Regions from separate parts of the Mus musculus genome. Here all the other regions are linked to region 2. A link is a contact called in public HiChIP or PLAC-seq data. All regions are on one chromosome and are shown on one strand. Each heading gives the region's core, a stretch centred on a gene start, on an enhancer-like site or on the middle of the called end of the contact. The rest is flanking DNA. Distances are from core to core; before and after follow the strand shown. Region 1 has its middle 9.5 kb from the start of A530065N20Rik. Region 2 has its middle 33 kb from the start of Gm35333. Region 3 overlaps A530065N20Rik (RIKEN cDNA A530046M15 gene).

Evidence for each region. HiChIP or PLAC-seq counts read pairs in DNA pulled down with a chosen protein or histone mark.
Region 1: an H3K27ac HiChIP or PLAC-seq map of the NIH/3T3 cell line shows a contact between it and region 2, with 9 times the contacts expected there. The contact joins two enhancer-like sites. A contact is called at or near these places in 1 of 15 datasets of contacts at CTCF or cohesin (the NIH/3T3 cell line), 7 of 484 Hi-C or Micro-C datasets (3T3-L1-derived adipocytes, the C2C12 cell line, cranial neural crest and 3 more), 3 of 115 datasets of contacts at active chromatin or transcription factors (the NIH/3T3 cell line, fibro-adipogenic progenitors and heart atrium) and 1 of 9 other capture datasets (embryonic stem cells).
Region 3: a contact with region 2 is called in a CTCF HiChIP or PLAC-seq map of the NIH/3T3 cell line, with 5 read pairs. The contact joins two enhancer-like sites. A contact is called at or near these places in 1 of 15 datasets of contacts at CTCF or cohesin (the NIH/3T3 cell line), 13 of 484 Hi-C or Micro-C datasets (the 3T3-L1 cell line, the MC3T3-E1 cell line, cerebral cortex and 8 more), 4 of 115 datasets of contacts at active chromatin or transcription factors (the NIH/3T3 cell line, astrocytes, craniofacial prominence and 1 more) and 1 of 9 other capture datasets (embryonic stem cells).

The regions. Positions count from the first base shown.
Region 1 is chr13:60,018,112-60,022,381 of GRCm38.p6, forward strand. No RefSeq gene overlaps it. Among named protein-coding and RNA genes, the nearest start is that of A530065N20Rik, 9.5 kb to the right of the region's middle. Within about 2 kb of position 1,885, at least 111 of the 459 cell types and tissues checked have an H3K27ac peak or open chromatin away from gene starts, as enhancers often do. A contact at or near this core is called in the C2C12 cell line, the NIH/3T3 cell line, heart atrium and 2 more, where this site is marked.
Region 2 is chr13:60,465,548-60,469,933 of GRCm38.p6, forward strand. No RefSeq gene overlaps it. Among named protein-coding and RNA genes, the nearest start is that of Gm35333, 33 kb to the left of the region's middle. Within about 2 kb of position 2,359, at least 57 of the 459 cell types and tissues checked have an H3K27ac peak or open chromatin away from gene starts, as enhancers often do. A contact at or near this core is called in the C2C12 cell line, the NIH/3T3 cell line, embryonic fibroblasts and 3 more, where this site is marked.
Region 3 is chr13:60,045,981-60,050,190 of GRCm38.p6, forward strand. The region is part of intron 1 of A530065N20Rik (RIKEN cDNA A530046M15 gene); the gene reads left to right. Among named protein-coding and RNA genes, the nearest start is that of Gm35193, 3.1 kb to the left of the region's middle. Within about 2 kb of position 2,036, at least 65 of the 459 cell types and tissues checked have an H3K27ac peak or open chromatin away from gene starts, as enhancers often do. A contact at or near this core is called in the NIH/3T3 cell line, embryonic fibroblasts and muscle stem cells, where this site is marked.

The sequences.
Region 1 (4,270 bases), core at 635-3,134, 450 kb before region 2:
ATTACTCTCCTTCTCACATTCTGCTACCCTCTCCCTGTAATTTTCCTTTCTTCCCTACAAATCTCTCTCCCATAAGCACATCTTTTTGATTCATTGTTCCCTGGATTAATTAACACATGATCATAATTAATATGATCATGGCCTGGTGGACTCACAGTGAAGACAGATGGAGGAGCCTGTGCACCTGTGTCTTAGAAGGAGCTCAGTCAACAAAGTAGTTGCCATGGAAATAAGAGGACCCAGGCTTTGATCTTCAGCACCTATCTCAGCAGCTGGAGGTGGGTGTGCATTTATAACCCTAGTCTGGGAGGCTAAGACAGATGGCTCTCACTGGACAGCTAGGTTAGCCACACGGATGAGGCCCAAGCTCAAGAGGAGACCCTATCTCAAAAGTTAAGGTGATGGAGACGCCCGATAAGACTGTCTCATTGTAACTGTCCTTAATCACAGCAACTGACTGGGAAGACGTTCCTGACAGAGCACGTGCTACTCTAGTTCTCTGGAGCAGCCACAGCGAGGGGGGTTGTTGTTGTTGTTGTTGTTGTGAGAATGTTTAAAATGGAAACACTGGCCACCCCTGCCCTAAGCACTCAAATTGCTAGAGTGTACCTAATTTAAAAAATGGAGCCACATAAATATGTCCTCATCCAAAGGCAGCTAGCTTTTCTGCGTAGCTCAGTGGTCTGAGTTAGCAACCGCTTCAGGACAGTGTGCCTTCAGGTGGGATTTATAATGTCACCTGAGTACTCACATGCACACATACACACTCCCACCCTGTCACCAAGTGTGACATCTGGTCTGTGGATGCCATATGAAAATAATTACCCATGGGTGGTGGTGTGATCGGATGAGAAAGAGGACGAAAATGCCACAGAGGGAAAGAGGGGAGGTGGGAGGGAGGCCCTTAGTGGAGAGGACTTGACTCTTTCAGAAGGAGACTTAGCTTGGAGACCAGAGGGATGTTTGATCTGACAATGGGGAGCAACACTTGTGTGCACAGTTACTTCTCAGGCAGTCAGATCTCTCTCAGGCCCTGAGCTCAGAATGGTACTAGGGTTGGCCCAGGGGTTGCTGCTCAAGGACATTTTAACCGAGCTAAGTTCTGTCATTCCTGGCAAGCAAGGGTCGTCCATGAAAGGCATGCTCGCCCCCACTAACTTCAAGGCTCCTGGGCTCATGTCATGTAAAGTCTGCATGAATTTGGGGAGCAAGGGAAACATCGTGCCAAATGTAAGAAGAACAAAGAAGAAAGACCATCTTCCAGCCCTGGAGAGACACCAACCTCCCTCCCTTCCACCTCCTTCTCAGTCCCGGGGCAGGGGTGGGTGGAGGGGGGAGGGGGCTCCAGTTTTTCCTGGAATCAATTGTCAAAACTTTCCCCTGCGGCTTGAGACCCTGCCTCCCCTCTGAGATGCTCAGCATGTCGTCAAACCAGTTTTAACTGGAGAGACAGATGGCATCAACATGAAAGATGTCTTCTAAGTCCCATCACCACTGGGTGAAGGATTTTTCGAAAGATGTTAGTTACATCCTGCACTGGGCGAGGGGGTGGGGGTGGGGGTAGGCAGGGAGGCTGTGAGAGTGGACAATCCTGTGGGCAGAGCTTCCAGGGTGGCAGAGACACCACCTGCAGAGGGTCCTAGCTGCCTGCTGCAGAACAAATGGAGAAGAAAAACCATCCAGAGGGGGAAGTCGGAGCACCAAGCAGGCGGTTGGGAACAAGTCCGTTTTATGGAGCTTGCAAACCTGAACTCAAATATTAAAAAATGCTTTCATCAGTCCTCTTAATCCAGAGAAATTCTTTTGGCTTAGATGCAAGGAAAAGTCAGTCCCTTAAGGGGAAGGCGGGCGGAGAAGGACGTAATGAGGATGTGAGTCAGAGGCTGGAACTGCTGGCAAATGCCGAGGTGAAGGAGGCCAGGCAGAGGGGCCTGCAGACCAGGGATAGCTCTCCCCTGCTTTTTATTGATCTCTCTCTTTAGTTATTAAAATGCTTGACTCTGCTCAGTGGGGGAAAGGTGAGAGAGAGAAAGAACAATTCTGTTCTGGTTCACTTTTTCTCCCTCTGGGGAATAAGGGCCCTCGGTCTCCAAAGCTGTGTTTTTCTTGGGGTTTTGCCTTTTAATAGGGGTTGAAGAAAGTGGTTATAGACATTTGAGGGAAATAAAGCCTGTGGTTTATTAACTGCCCTGGTTTTAATCAGTGGTGCTTTGAGCAGGGTAACATTAGGATTGAAACAATGACAAACGATACTGGGATTTTCTGTGCTTTTAACCCCAAAGTGAAGTCTTGTGGATTCACTGACAAAAATACGTTTGTTTCTCTGGCCTGGCTGGGGGTAGAGGGGAGGCCGTGGGGAGGGGAGGCCGTGGGGAGGGGAGGCTGTGGGGAGGGAAGGTTGTGGGGAGAGAAGGTTGTGGGGAGGGGAGGCCGTGGGGAGGGAGGCTGTGGGGAGGGGAGGCTTTGTGAAGCCAACAGGGAAGGCAGGTTGTGAGGGGAGAACAGAGCTGCCATGAGGATTCTTGTCAGCTGGGATTTCAGCTGCTAGGGAGGAAGGCTGAACCCCTCAGTGAAGCGAATAGGAAGGAAAGGAAGAGATGGGAAGCAGTGGCCAGCATTGCTGTAGCTGCTCCAGTCCAGGATGCAGAGCATCAAGTGCTCACAAATACATCTTCACAGACAGAGGCAAAAACCTCAGGGTGGCTGCCTTCTTCCTCTTGCAGACCTTATAAGCATTATAAACGATACCATTTCTTCTATTTCGAAAACTAGGAAGGAACAGGCCTCTCCCCGTGGAAGGTGGCTTTTCAAGGTGACCCAGCTTGCCTTTGGAGGGCTTTCCCATCCCATCCCATACTTAGCGTGGCCACGGATCATCCAGCAAGGCTAGGCTGGTACGGAAATGCAGATCAAGCTCGCCTTTAGTCTACGTCTTGATCTTGCACCACGTGTGTGTAGCAATGGGATCTCCTAGGAGTGTTCTCTTCAAGAGCACCGCCCTTGAGTTTCAGGGTATGTATCTGTTTAGGAAGAAACAGGCTCAGTGTTAACCTGTCTCCTGCTATGGGGGCCCGAGGGCTTCTCAGATGAACAGGACACACTCGAGAGCTCATAACTGGAGGACATATCCCCCCACCTGTGCTCCTGGGTTCAGGGTGGTTTACAGTTCCCAAGAAGCAGAATGTTAGCATCCTGTTTTCTAAGTTCGCGTGGGATTTATTTATATTATAGAAACTGGGAGAACCAAAACCACAAAGAAAAATGAGATGTGTGAACATTTCCCTATTTATACTACTACTACTACTACTAGTTATTATTACAACATTAAATACTGCATTCAATATGCTGTAGGCAGAGGAAACAATAGGATATGACACTATATACTATATATGTGTGCTCATCTGTGTGTGTGTATATATATATATACACACACACACACATATATATATGATACCATTTTGTGTTATGTAGTAGGTAGATACTATATTGCGTATATTTTCAGACTCCCTTAGTGTTATTAGACGCGTTCTCACGCCCGGCCAGGAAGAACACCACAGACCAGAATCTTCTGCGGCAAAACTTTATTGCTTACATCTTCAGGAGCAAGAGTGTAAGAAGCAAGAGAGAGAGAAAACGAAACCCCGTCCCTATTAAGGAGAATTATCCTTCGCCTAGGACGTGTCACTCCCTGATTGGCTGCAGCCCATCGGCCGAGTTGACGTCACAGGGAAGGCAGAGCACATGGAGTGGAGAACCACCCTCGGCACATGCGCAGATTATTTGTTTACCACTTAGAACACAGCTGTCAGCGCCATCTTGTAACGGCGAATGTGGGCGCGGCTCCCAACATCTCCCCCTTTCCTTTTAATAAGAGCAAATAGGCCACCCATATTAATGAGAGTGGAGATAGAGGTCAAATCCCCAGTGTGTAGGTAAAGGAGCCATGTACAGGATTAGCTCTTAGGCTCACAGGCTTTTACCCAGAGCAACCCTGACCTGCTCCCGTGTCGTTTTGCCTGGAGAGAAGGACACTTGGACACTCAACCTTCTTGAAAGATGACATGTCTCCCTAGAATAGGCTCATATATGCCGCAGAGCCTTTCTACTGCAGTGCTTAGCCGTGCAACTCTCTCGGGCTGCTGAAGCACACTCACTCTATCCCGTGCAATGAGACTAGCCTCATGGGATATAAGAGCTGAGTGGCCAGCGACCTATTGCCTAAGCATAGATATATCAGGGGAAGCTCCATGTTCTAGTCCTGCAAGCGCCT
Region 2 (4,386 bases), core at 1,109-3,608:
CAGAGAGAACAAAATGAAAGAACTTTTTCAAGCTCTTTATTAAATATTTAAAAAGCTTATTATAGTATCTCTCCCACCTGGGCCGTGATTAAAGGCTCATTATTACTTAACAGTAAGTCCATTGTTTTTGCCTTAATAATTATGATGAAATTACTTAAAAAAAAAAATTTTAGAGCTATTGCCATCATGAAACTGATGGCTAGGAAAGGTGGCTAGCTTCGCCAAGGTCACAGAAGACTGACATCCATGCTGGCGAAGCACTCACACATGAAATGAGATGAATAAATTCTAAAAAGAATCATCTTAAAGAATGCTCCCAAGACTCATGGTGTTGGTGCTACGTGCCCTTCAGAGAAACAACCAGTAGAACACAAACACACAGAGTTGTTTCTAGGAACTAGCTCACTTGATGGTAGACGGTTGTTGAAGACAAGGCCAATGGAGAGGCTACCAGACGCTCAGGAGCAGCCGGCACAGGAATGAGCAGCCGGAGGGCACAGGCCAACTATGGGCAGAATTTTTTTGTCCTCGGCATAGAACAGGGTTGGGGTCAGTTCCCTCTCCTTTCCTAAGTCACAGTGCACTTCTAAGACGTGTGCTTTCAGGAACACGCCCTTTACCAAGCACCAGGTTCATGTGCTTGATTTGTTTCTTGGTGTTTGGGTTTGGGTTTTTTGTTGGTGGTTTGTTTTTGTTTTTTCCAGTTGTGTGTGTGGCTACCTGTTTATGTGGGCCCACGTGTGTTCAGATACACATGCTAGGGTGTGTGCACGTGGAATCCAACCTCTAGTACCATTTTTCGGGATTCAACCACTTTGCTGTTTGTGTGTATTTTGAATCAGTTCTCTCACTGGCCTGAAGCTTACAATATATGCTAGTCTTTCTGGCCAGTGAGCCCCAGGGATCTACCTGCCTCACCTCCTAAGTCCACACAAACTCATACCTTTTGTGTGTGTGTGTGTGTGTGTGTGTGTAGGTTCTAGGATTCAAACTCAGGTCCTTGCAAGGAAAACACTTCACAAGCTGGGCTGTCTCCCTAGCACAGATACATATAGACTTAAGGATAGAAAAGTTCTCTTTATTTGTTGTCCTTGAAGTCAGGCATATACTTTCACCCTGACCTAGTGAGGGTCATGACCTGCACAGCCCCACCCACAGTGGCCCGGTTTGTCTGGTGTATAGAGATCCTGCTCAGGGTGGTTTTATCTCCCCTCCTAGGCCTCAGGCCTCTGGGACTTGCTGGCAAATGTGGTTCTTCATTGATTCTTAGGGCTGTGTACTAAGCCTTTGCCTTCTGGGGACCCTGTCATCTATGTGTGGCCTGCAGACTACCAGGGTTCTCTGTGCCCAGCCTGCACCTTCATCTGGCTGCTCAGTCCCCTCTTGAGCTAAGCTGAACTTGGAGAAAGGCAGGCTGCTTTCTTCATGTCATTCAGCACTGACTCTAGTCCCAGACAGTCTGTTTTCCTGAACTTTCCTTCCAAGGAAGTGTGGGAGAAGGTTCTGGAAGGTGGCTACGTAAATACCACTTCAGCCAGTGAAGCCAGGACCCGTCCGGAAGTGTCTTGATTAATTTGTTTTCTGAACAGATCACAAACACTGGCTCTCCTCTGAAGTAATATTTGATGAGTTTCATAACAATCTTTTTACAGTAACAGACAAAACTGACTCATGGGGCAATAAAATTGGGCTCTCTCGCTTCCCTTGGCATAGGAAACCATTGCCAGAAGTCAATTTTTTTTAATTACCTCTCTTTTGGTGCTGTTTTTTAGCCAAGAAAATAATCAGAAAGAGAGCACTGTGGCAGTTGATGAGCAGAGGTAGTGGGTTTCTGTCCGTGGGCCGGGTGGGCCTCTGTCTGTGGGCTGTGTGGGCCTCTGGAGCAGGCTGTACAGCAGCCTGAGCTGACCTCAGCTGCCCTTTCTCAGAGCCAAAAAGAATGCCTTCTAAGCAAAGGGAACCCCTCTCTTGGGATTATAAATGACACCTTTCATTTGGTCATCTTTGATAGTTTCTGTGTTAAATGATTTTAATGTGGAAAACTCTGGGGTAAGCCAGCCAACTCCATGATGTCTCTGTGAAAACTTTTCAATCAGGAGACAAATTTGACTTGTCAAATTTGATATGTCAAAAAAAAAAAAAAAAAAAAAAAACCTACGAGAGGTACCTGGAGGGTAAGAGGACTGGCTGCTCCTCCAGAGGACCGGAGTTCGACTCCCAGCACTGTTAAGGTGGCTCCGAAGTGTCTATAACTCCAGTTCTAGGAAATTCAACATCTTCTGCAAGCTTCCACGGGCACTGCACATGCTGCACAGACATGTGTCAGACCAAACACCCACGCACCTAAAATGCAAGGCTTGAAAACAGCTGCAAAAGGAAGAACAAAAGAGAAGCAGCTCCATTAGGCAGCCCAAGACATGCTCTGAGATGTAAGTGTAAGACCTTTTCCTGCTGAGGAGTAGCTTGGCTCCCTCATCACATCAGCTGGCCCAGAGGGCTGCGTCCCTCCATGCAGCCAGCCCACTAGACTGCTGTTACAGCCCCTGTGTAAAAAACAAAACAAAACAAAACCAAAAAACAAAACAAAAAACAGCCAAAGCCACAGACAGGATCCACTGGCTAAACTTTTGGCTACATTGTATTGCTTCCTCTTTCAGCCACTCACTCACTCATTGATTCATTCATTCATTGATTCATTCATTCATTGATTCATTCATTCATTGCCGGCTTGGAGACTTGTGGGCCAGATGACCGGAAGCATAGAGAATTTATTAGTAAGCTACTTTTGTGCCTTGAACACGATTTTCCATTTTATCTTTGTTGTATCTTTGCTGTGGAAATGGCTCCACCCAGTGGTGTCCCCAAGGAATTACATGTCACATTCGTCATAATTTAACTGTCCCCGCTTTAGGCAGACAGACGTGAGTTACTAAATATTTCATAGCATTAAAGTAATTGATTTGTATGAAAATTTATTATCACCGAGATTCTCTCCCCCAACCCAAACTCCATTAGAGTCTTCGATAAACATCATGATGTCTCTCTTAACAGGGAAGAGTCAATATTGAGTTAAAGCAGCGGTTCTCAACCACTTTGGCAAACCTCTTATCTCCAAAAATACTTGCATCACAATTAATAACAGTAGAAAAATTACAGTTATGAAATAGCAACTAAAATAATTGTATGGTTGTGGGTCACCACAACATGAGGGGCTCCGTTAAAGTCATTAAAGTGTCGCAGCATCAAGAAGGTTGGGAGCCAAAGTTATAGGAAGAAAAGTCAAAGCCAGGTTTCTATCATTTAAACTGAAGTGTATTCACCTCCTAGAAGTGTGTGTGTGTGTGTGAGAGAGAGAGAGAGAGAGGGAGAGAGAGAGAGAGACTCTGAGATCTAATTTATTTTTACTAATCTATTCTTTGACAATTTGATACGTGTGTATAATGCATTCTGTTCACACTCATTCCTTCACTCTTTCTTACCCTCCTCCTATTCCACCAAGCCCCATCCCTCTTGTTTCTGTTTTGTGATCCACCAGCTCTAGTGACCGCCATTAGCTTGGGCTAGAGTGTGGAGAGTCCATTGAATTGTGGATAACGCAGAAGTGGCTACATCACTGAAGAAAATTATTTCCCCCCCCCCGCCCCCCACCGCAGTCATCCACCACCATTCACCCCCTGGGCGGAGGGGATCCTATGAAACTCTTTCCCATCTATGGCTGAATGTTTTGGGGGCTCAGACTTGTGCAGACAGCTCTAGCCATTGTGAGTTCATGAGCGTGGCAGCCATGTCATGCCCTCATGACAGCACCTTATGTCCCTCAGATCTTAAGTTCTTTCTCCTGCTTCCTCCACAATGTTCTCCAAGCTGTGGAGGAGACAATAAGGGGGGTTTGTGTAATGCTGAGCATGTATAGTGATTGGTTCTCAACCTTGTCACCAACCGCGAGTTTGTATTAGCAAATGCTCCCTGCAAAGATAAACTTCTTTGAACAAACTTGAGGATATTGCTAGACTACAGAGCAAGCATAACTATTAAGATGCAGCTTAACAAATAAGCTTAGCAAAATAAACCTAGAAGGCTCATCCCTAGAGCCAATGGCTCCCCTAGCCATGGGTCTTTGACCAGGCCCACACTGTTGGACACGAGCTCCCACCTACAAAGTGGGCCTTGTATCCAACTTTAAAACTCAGTTGGTTACCCTCATAACAGCTGTGATTTTCATCATTATTTTGTGGGTGTGAATGTTTGCTTACATGTATGTATCTGTACCGTGTGAGTGACTGATTCTTACAGAGATCAGAAGAAGCCATTGGATCTCCTGGAATTGTAGTTACAGATGGTTGTGTCATGTGAGATGTTGGGGACTGAATTCAGATCTTCTGCAAG
Region 3 (4,210 bases), core at 786-3,285, 420 kb before region 2:
AAAAGCCATGAAAAGGGATCACTCCACATCGCTGGACCCTTAACCCCTTCTGTGCCAGAGTTAATTTTTAGTTGGTCTCCTGGAGCTGTGGGTGGACATATACATTGTGCCATCTTTTAGCCTGTTAGCATCCTACTGTCTTTCTCCATGCCACAGGAAACTGAAAGTCAAGTGTGGTTGGGGTGGGGTGGGGTGAGGAAGGACACCCCAACTGTAGAAAAGCAGGCTTTAGAGTTACCCCAGTATCTTAAAGTCTCATCACTTGGAGAGGGGACACCAGAGCTGGAGATTCAGAATGTGAGGCAAAGGACATAGCTCAGTGGGCAGGCTGCCTACCTGGCACGCCCGAATCTGAGCTTTGATCCTTAGCATCATATAACTGAGCATCATGGCATTTGCCTGTCACAGATAGGAGGATCATAAGTCCAAGATTGTTTCCAGCTACATCCTCAGCTCTGTTCCACTCAGATGGGAGACAACTATCTATGGAGCATGGATAAGGCCTATGGATGGAGCTTAGGTTACTAAGGGAGGAGAACAGGAAGTCAATGAAGAAGCAAAGATATTACCACCAACTGGCTGATCATGAGCACCAGAAGGTATGTGTGTGTGTGTGTGTGTACATGTGTGTGTATGTGTGTCTGTGCATGTATATGTGTGTATGCTCCTGCTTGTATGCTTGTGTGTGTGTGTGCACGCGCACATACACACACACACACACACACACACACACACACAGGCCATAAGACCCTGCGTGCCTCAGCAGCCTGGCCTATGTAGCACTGAGGAACTTCCCCTCTAGAGTACACACATGATGAAGACAACTAGAGCAATGCTTTAATTCCCCCCCCCCCCCATGTATTTTCTCAGAAGGTCAGACTTGTTATTATAAAATGACAGCACAGAGGTAGTTGCTAACAGGCCTTAGGACACCTCTGCCCTCAGTACTCGCCCACTCCCCATGCAGCCTTGCAGGGGGATACCAGGATCTTCTGTGCCACTGTGAGTGCCCACTACAGCATGGAGCTGGGCAAAAACAGTTTTTATACACTGTCCTCCTATCCCAGACTCTGGGACTAATGCCACTGTTAAGCGAGACACATAAAAGAAGCCAGACAGATAAATTGTCATTAATGAGTCTTGCAACTGGCTGTGTCGACATGGTACCTGGTCCCATTGCTGCCCTGGTGACAGGCAAAACCCGCTGCCTTTACCATGCCCTCTCCTCTACACACTGGCTACCTGTGGTAACTGTGCCTGAGCACAGCTTCCTCAGGCAGGGGCATGAATGAGAGGCTACTCACTGCAATGTGGCAATGTGGCTCACTCAGAGGACTACCTGGCTACCTTGGTGGAGCAAGGGTGACATCACAGTTGGTTTTGAGTGGGGCAGAGGGGACTATGCTTTAGAGGCCACTATTACCTACCCTGGAGTACCAAGCACAGAGGGAATATGTAACTCAAATGGGAAAGTTATTTTAATCTATGTACTCGAGGGGCCTACATAGCAAGTCTGGCATGTTATGTTATGTCTACAATGTATGTTATTGCTGGTTGTTTTTCTGTGTGCTGTGGCAGTTATTTGGTGAATGGTGGCTTCAGGAAAGACTTGTGGCCAATCTCTTGGACTTTTGGATCTGTAGACTCCTGTCCCTTTATTGGAAAAGGGGTCATTGCAGCTGCAATCAGTTAAAGAGGTTGAAAAAGATTCCCCGGTGGGCTCCAATTCAGGGACAGCTGTCTTCATAAGAGAAAGATGATTGAGGCATACATGAGAGGGGAGTTGAAGACATAGGCAGAGACCAGGGTAATGCTGCCACAGCCAGGGAGACAGACAGACCCTCCCTGGAGTGTGCATGGGAACATGGACCTTCCCACACCTTTCTGGCAGCCTCCAGAGCTGTGAGGGAATTCGGCTCCCTTTCCTTTTGTTATCTTGTTTAACTCTGGTCTGATGCTTTTCTGGGATGGGTGAGCCTGGCTCCCATGGAAGTGTGGCTCTGTGCCACAAGTGCGAGGGAAGAGAGAGGAGGGAGAAGGAATTCAGGAAGGCAGCTGGGCTCAGGAATCTTTCAAGGAGGGGGAGTCAATGTGGCAGAAGGGAAGTTTGTGTGTGGTGACAAGGTTCGGGGAAATGTGCTTTCTCTGGCCTCACTAGCTAGAGAACCAAGTGATTAATAACTTAAGGCCATCCAGAGAAGGATTTAGCACCTTTATTTCAGACAAAGAAATATGTTTTTAAAAAATGTCTCTCATATTCATAAGAGTGGAAACTGTAGCTCTGATGAGCCCCAATTTAAAAAAAAAAAAAAGTGGACTGCTGACTCATCTGAATGGAAGCAGCTTGCCTGGTCTTGAGGGCTCCATTCTTCGCTAGTCTGCTCAAATTCCAAGGCAGCCCAAGTGCTCTGGTGTGTGTATCCTCTCTGCCAGGATGAGAAGCCCCCAGGCTCTGTGGAAAATAAAATATTTTCCTCATTTGACATGACAACGCATGTGGCTCTTTAGTAAGAAGAGCTGGCACACAGAGCTGGGCACTGTCTTACCCCACCCACACAGTCCCCAGTGGGCTCGGGTCTCCAGCAGCCCACTCATGCAGCAGGGTGGGATAGTGGCCTGGGAGATGGCTGAGATGCCCCCACCCCCACCCCCGCCGCCTTCCCAGTGTCCTGACTGGGGCTTGGCCACCTGAGCGCCACACTCACTATGGTTGGGTGTAGCCTCTCCCAGGTGCTCTCAAGAGTTCCCAAACCAGGAAGAGCTCACCCACGAGGATACTGTCATGTGCAAGGCTGGGACATTTGTTTCCCAGGACTCACACTGTAAATAAGCCTAGGATTAGCAAGAGGACAACGTTCCATGGGTGGCCTTGTCTTCATGGTGGGATGTCTCCCCAAAGCACACAATACCAGGGCTGCCTCTGGATTCAATGAAGCCACGTCAGCTCTGTGACTTGGCTTCTGATGCCTCAGTGCCAAGCCTGTTCCCTCATCATTAAAAAACACCCCCCACCCCCTGTGATCTCAAGAAAGTTCTACGCAGGATTTGGATCTCTTACCGATTGGTAGAGATGGAGTTCGGTACACGAGGAGTTCTATGTCCTTTGTGGGTGGTGTAGGGCGTGTGAGTTTGTGCAAATGCATGTGAGTGTGCTGATGTCCGTGGGTGGATGAATGTTCGTGTGCCTGTGTGTGTATGGGCGTGTATGGCTCTGTGTGAGTGAGTGTGCCCATGTGGAGGTGGGCAATGTGCCTGTGTGGCAATGGCTGTGTGTGTGTGTGCACGTGCATGCGTGGCAATGTGTGAGTGAGTGTAAAGGTGTATGTTCCCATGTGTGTGCATTGATGACTGTGTGTGAATGAGCGTGCCTATGGCTCTGTGAGAGGCAAGTCTGTATGCTTAAGGTTGAGACTGTGAAGTGTGTTCATCTGAGGATGAGTTGTGTACTTATGAGGATTTTTCCATATAAGTGTATAGGTGTATGAGTGTGTGTGTGTCTCTGTGTGTATGTGTATATGAGTGTGAGTGTGTGTGCGTGTGCGTGTGCGCGTGCGCGTGCGCGTGTGCGTGTGTGTGTGTGTGTGTGTGTGTGTGTGTGAGAGAGAGAGAGAGAGAATGTCACCTGTGCGGATGTGTGATTACACACGTCAGTGTACCTACATTCAGAAAGTCCCACCAAGTGACACTTCTGACCCCTTGTGCTTACATCCCAGTGAGTGCCTTGGTGTTCTCACCACCTGAACAGAGGCAGGAAACTCCCTACCTGTTCTTGGGAAAGGCTGAGACCCCAGTGCTGGGAGTCACCGCAGGAGGGAGACCAGAGATTCAGCACTTGTGTGCTGGCTGACAGGGGACATTGTGGAAAGTGAAGAGTTGAGACATCTGGCTATCCTACTGGCCTACAAGGAGGGAGACAGGTGCCTTTATCCACCCTCAACAAGGAAGAGATGAGGGGATGAAGGGACTATGCTGCCCCAGCAGCTCATGCGATGGTAAGAAGACAGGATGAATAGGGATGCAGCCCCTCCCCTTAGGGAAGAGCCTGGCTTAGCCCTGGAAGCAGCTGGTGATCAAACTTTCTCTCTGTCCGGAAGAAACCACAGGCCTCATCTGTGCCCCAACAGCCATTTGTCTTCCATTTGTGTTTAGGAGTAAATGAACATCCTCTGCTAGCCAGGGTCCCCAAGCAAAGCCCGGCCGACGTCAGTGT